Regions from separate parts of the Mus musculus genome. Here region 2 is linked to region 1. The links are chromatin contacts, called in public HiChIP or PLAC-seq maps. All regions are on one chromosome and are shown on one strand. The core of a region is the stretch at or near the end of the contact, and the rest is flanking DNA. Distances in the headings are between cores, read along the strand shown.

Evidence for each region. HiChIP or PLAC-seq counts read pairs in DNA pulled down with a chosen protein or histone mark.
Region 2: an H3K27ac HiChIP or PLAC-seq map of embryonic stem cells shows a contact between it and region 1, with 18 read pairs. The contact joins two enhancer-like sites. A contact is called at or near these places in 3 of 39 promoter capture datasets (embryonic stem cells, hippocampal neurons and liver), 2 of 484 Hi-C or Micro-C datasets (embryonic stem cells and uterus), 4 of 115 datasets of contacts at active chromatin or transcription factors (all in embryonic stem cells) and 1 of 9 other capture datasets (pancreatic islet).

The regions. Positions count from the first base shown.
Region 1 is chr2:112,496,592-112,499,306 of GRCm38.p6, forward strand. The region is part of intron 1 of Aven (apoptosis, caspase activation inhibitor); the gene reads left to right. It also overlaps a transcript of Chrm5 not described here. Among named protein-coding and RNA genes, the nearest start is that of Gm22676, 2.9 kb to the right of the region's middle. Within about 2 kb of position 1,385, at least 12 of the 459 cell types and tissues checked have an H3K27ac peak or open chromatin away from gene starts, as enhancers often do. A contact at or near this core is called in embryonic stem cells, where this site is marked.
Region 2 is chr2:112,675,553-112,678,267 of GRCm38.p6, forward strand. Ryr3 (ryanodine receptor 3) reads right to left here. Exons shown (of 104, transcript NM_001319156.1): 72 at 2,484-2,543; 73 at 281-412. Among named protein-coding and RNA genes, the nearest start is that of Gm22676, 180 kb to the left of the region's middle. Within about 2 kb of position 1,314, at least 43 of the 459 cell types and tissues checked have an H3K27ac peak or open chromatin away from gene starts, as enhancers often do. A contact at or near this core is called in embryonic stem cells, where this site is marked.

The sequences.
Region 1 (2,715 bases), core at 135-2,634:
CGTATTTTTGAACATATTAGTTCTTTCATCCATGAACACCGGAAGGCTGAGTGAAAGCTTGTAATTTAGTGTCTTCTCCAAGTGCTTTCATTGATGTTTTGTAATTATCATTGTCGATATGAATCACTTCTTTGGTTAAATTTATTTGTATATATTTCATCTAAATTTTTTGTTGCTATTGTTTTTTGATTTATTCTTCACTTTCACCAAGTTAATTTTGTATTCTGTAACTTTTCTTAATTTATCAGTTTTAAAGCTTTTTGGTGGCATTGTTTTATATATATATTATGCATCATATATGTATAATTATATGAGTAATTATATAATATACAAAATATACATAACTAATGTCACTTTCCAGCAGGGGTAACTTAACCCCTCATTTTCTGTTTGCATGCCTTTCTTTTGTGTTTCCTCTCACTGAGACTTTTGGAGACAGGATCTTACTATGTAGCCCTGGCTGTCCTGAAACTCACTATGTCAAGCAAGCCGCTTCAACTCAGAGAGATCTCCTGTCTCTACTTCCCAAGTGCTGAAATTCAAGGAGAGTGCTGCTGCCGCCACCACACCTGGGCACAGACTTTAATCTTGTACTGAATGAAGATGTGAAAGGCAAACTTGGTCTTTTTTGTAACATTTATTTTGACGAGTGGTTAACAGGAGGCCTGTTAGTAGTCTTTGAATTTTTTTTTCTTTTTCTATCAGATAATAGTAAGTAACATTTATTGAACACTTAGTTATGAGATTTGCACAGCAAGGCACAGCTAAGTCACTCACGGTTATGGTTAAATTACTTATTCACAGTTAATCTCCAGTTCAGTGAGCCTGGATTCCACATGGGTCTGTTGACACTGGAGCCCACTCTTTTGACTACTGCTCTGAGCTTCTGGTATGATTTGAAAAGAGGTGTCTCAGTGGTAGTGTAGGACTCTGGCAAGTCTTAGTTTGCCAGGGACTCCCTGAAGGAAGCATGCTGAACTGGGAATCAATGCAAAAAGCAAGAGGAATTTATTGTTCCAATTTGTTGGAGTCATCCTACACCCGGAGGAGAAGTGGCTTGTTTGTTGAGTATTTTACAGTTTTCAGAGCAGCAGCCATTAGGCACAATGTGATTGGCAGAACAGCGTGACTTTTTTTTGTTTTGTTTTTATTTTGTTTTGTTTTGTTTTGTTTATCGAGACAGGGTTTCTCTGTGTAGCCCTGGCTGTCCTGGAACTCTGTAGACCAGGCTGACCTTGAACTCAGAAATCCGCCTGCCTCTGCCTCCCAAGTGCCTGTATCAAAGGCATGCGCCACCACGCCCCGCTCAGTGTGACTTTTAAACTGACTGGTCTTTAGGGAATGAGGTGGCAAGGACTTCCCTTGTCTCTAGGTGGCCAAGGTCAAGGTTGCAGAATGTGTCTACAAGCTCTGGGCCTCCCCACTCGCTGGTGGGTCCAACCCACAGTGGTCTGAGGAATGTAATTAAGTCTCTCCTTCCGGGCGGGTGGGAGGGGTATCTAACTGCTTCATGGCCTTTCTCTTCCCGGAGGGGAGGAGTCAGGTGGAATTTTCCAAGTGCCCTGAGCTGACCTCTTCAGTAGGATCTCTTGCTGCACAAGCATGAGGACCTGCATTCAGATTCCCAACACTGGGCACTGCAGCTTGCAGCTGTAATCCCAGCCCTGTGTAGATGGGGCATAGACAGGAGGAATGCTAGAGCTTGTTGGCTGCCAGCCTAGCAGAGCTCCAGGTTCACTGAGACAGTGTCTGAAGTCAGTAAGGCAGAAAGCAATGGAGAAAGATTCCCAATGTCTTCTGCAGACATACACACAGGCAAAGACACTTGTGTACACAGATACATACTATACATGCATACACACATAGACACACACACATTCACACACACACACACACACACACACACACACACATACAGAGGGGGAAGGGAGGGAGGGAGGGGGAGAGGGAGAGAGGAGGGCGTGCTGTTGAGTAATGTTTTTACATACCTTTCCCCTCATGTTTATATATGATTACAAGGCTGAGTATGAAACTGGTAGCATATTTATCTCTTTGAATGTTAGCTGACCTTAAGTGTTCCTTATCTATATTTATGTGGCAGATGTCTATGTCTATATTCACTTAAAAAAAGTGAGACAGAGTCTCTCTTTGTGGCCCAGCTGGCACAAGTGTTCTCTTGCTCAGCTTTTCCAGTACTTGGGACTATAGGCCTGTGCTACCATCCCTAGTCTGGTCAATAAAAAGTGAGAGGGCTGTTAATAACCACACTAGAACTTTGAAGGCATATATTTTTTAAAAAAATAATTATTTTTAACCTTTTTTTTTTTTGCTTTGTAACTAAACCCTGTCTTGAGTAGTAAACAATACTAGCTATTGCAGAGAGTCTTATACTCTAACAAAGGAAGTGTCTGACTCTGATGCTCAGACAGAGAGAGGTGATTTGGTGTCATTTCAGGTCTTGACGCGTGTCTAAGGCTTGTTGCATCCCTGAGGCTGGAGTGGGTCACTGGCATCATGAGCCAGTAGAGACTGTAAGCTTATTAAACTCAGACTCAACAGCCTCCAAGACTGTTTCCGCCTTTCAGAAAGACTGAAGCTGGCTTGGCTGGTGGCTGAACGTGCTTAAGTGTCCCAACAGCAAATTGCTTTAGGATTACATTTTGGAGCCAGGCTACATAGTGAGTTTCAGGCCAGTCTGGGCTATATTGCGAGGAA
Region 2 (2,715 bases), core at 64-2,563, 180 kb after region 1:
GATTCTACTAGACATGGATTGCAGTTTTACAAATGGCAAAGAGCTGTAATAAGTCTTTTGAAGTCATACTAAGAAGTCATAAAAAACACAAGGGAAAGCTGAAGGGACTGATGTATTAGGCACCAGGCAACATTTGGGGGTGTGGGATAACTTCCAATGGCTGTCTTTTGCCTGAAGGGGTCTCCTGTAACTGAGAGCGGAGGACAGGGAAGAAGGTTCTATCCTCCAGAGCAGTCTTGCTTACACACTCCTCAGAGCAAACACTCAGAGCAGAGCATACCTGCTCAAGGTGGAAGAGAGCTGCCGAAATGCTCTGCACCCGCTCCACCGTCTTTTCTGGATTAGAAGGCTCGTCATTCCTCAGAACGTCCTTGTAGAGGTTCAGTTGCCATTTCACAGCTGGGTCATCAGACTAAAAGTTGAAGCACATCCATGAGATGAGCAATTTCTGTGCCTCTTGTGCTAAGAAATACTTTTAGTTCTACCAGGGTTCCATATGTTAAGACTCGTTTTTATTATACTTTCCTTTCTCCCTTCCTCTCCTTTCTTTCAAATATATATATATGCTATTATTTATGTATATGTGTGCCTAACTCTGGAGCTTTCGGTGCTTGTGGATGCCAGAGGGGGCCAGATTCCTTGGAGTTGGAACTGTGTAATGTGGGTGCTGGGAATTGAACTTGTGTCCTCTGGAAGAGCATCAGGTGCTCTTAACTGCTGAGCCATCTCTTCTGTCCCTCTCCTTCTTTCTTAAGCCTACAACATATAGATGCAAGACATGAGCTTCATGTTCCCCATGCCTTTACCACTTTGTGCTACATTTTGGATGATTTCTGTAAAACAATCTTCCAGTTTCTCGATTCTGTGTTCAGGTATGCCTACCTTGTATCTTATGCCTACATATTAAGGTTTAAATTTCGAGAGTATGTATTTGTACAATCCTATGCTATTGAAAGAGTAGTAAACTCAATGCTCCAAGGTATGCTAATCATAAAACAGATAGCAACATTCCTTCCTCCACCCACCCGCTTCCTGGGTTCAAAGAGTGTTCATTCAAAGAAAGTCACCCTGACCCACCCTGACCATTGCTGGAACCCACTATGCAAAGGTGCTATTGCTAGGGGCTCTTAGATTGTTAGGGGCTCTTAGAAACTGTCTTGAGAGATAACCTGACACTTGTGACTTTGCACTTCCTTGTGACTCTTAACTGGTATTTTTGGTATTTTCCAACAAAGGTCAAGATGTCCTAGCTAACTTCTTAGCTTCTGTTGAACTTCCTGTTTGTGAGGAACCCCCTGCAGCTAACCACTTATCTTAGCTTCACTCCTTGCTTCAAACTGCCTGCTTTTGCAAAGCTCCCTGCAGCTGCTGAGACAGATGTCAGGACAGGGCTTTTGCTTTTCAGAACCCTGTGTTCTGAGCTCTTGGAGCTACCCCAAGGTCTTCGAACACTTGGGTGTGGTCCCAGCTGGCTGAAATAAAGACTTTCAATTGACAATACACTGTGTCTGAGTGGTCTCTGGTGAGCTCCCTGTTAGATCCCCACTGTCAAGATTTAGAACTTCTTAATTTTTGGCAGTTATGATTTTTTTTTGTCATTTGTTTTTCCTAGAGTATTTTATCTTCCATTGTTACACATTTTTAGAAGAAAGAATCAGTATTTTTGTTTTTCCTCATTCTCTTAGGGTATAATGTCCCCAAACAGAGCTGTTCAGAATTGCAGAACTGGAGAAATCTCAAGTTGCCTTTAAATTCCCTCTATCTTTTAAATTTATTTATTTATTTACTTTTTTTTTTCTCCCAAGACACAAACTTATTTTCTTTCAAAAGCTTTCCAGAGTAGCAGGTGCTAAAATGTCCACCCAGGAGCCTCTTTCTCTGTTCCACAAACATTGCAGTCAATAGATTCAGAGACTTAATCCGAACACCCCCTGAGATGGCCTGCTGTTCATTAGAAAGTGTAACACATACTTATCCTTGGCCTCTTTGCAATAGTAAAGGAAAAAACTAAAATTAAAGACATGGCTGTAAAGCTTAGCCTTTCTCTGTTTCTCTCTCTGTTTCTCTCTCTGTTTCTCTCTCTCTCTCTCTCTCTCTGTGTGTGTGTGTGTGTGTGTGTGTGTGTGTGTGTGTGTGTGTGTGTGTGTGTGTTTTGAGACAGGGCTTTCTGTAGCCCAGGCTGTGCTCACACTTGCTATGATAACCAACCCTGGCCTTAAACTCCTGCTCCTCATACCCTTGCCTCCCATTTGTAGCAATGAAACAGCTTTAAGAATACAGAACTTTAAAACTTGAGTGACATGTGATGTGGCATACATCTATAATCTTAGCACTTGGGAGGCTGAGGTAAGAGGGTCTCAATATTGAGGCTAGCCTAGGCTCCATAGTAAGACTGTATCTTAACAGTCAGATATACAAAGTAAACTAAGCGGGAGGACAGGTCCTCCAGCTAGCAGGACAGCCTGTGAGAGATGAAGCATCACCTTCTCCTGCAGGTGCAGGTTATTCCGAAGATGTTCCTTGACTTCTTCATCAGTGTCCCTCTGTGGAAAGATGGGAAATTTTATTCCTGTGGATCACCTTTAAAATGCAGCATAGGGTACAGGGAAGTATGGCTGGTCAGTGCACAATTTAACGGGGAACTTTCTTAGAAGAACAGGAGAGATGTAAATGAGACTTACCCCAAGTTACTGACTCCCAGACAGCTTTACAAAG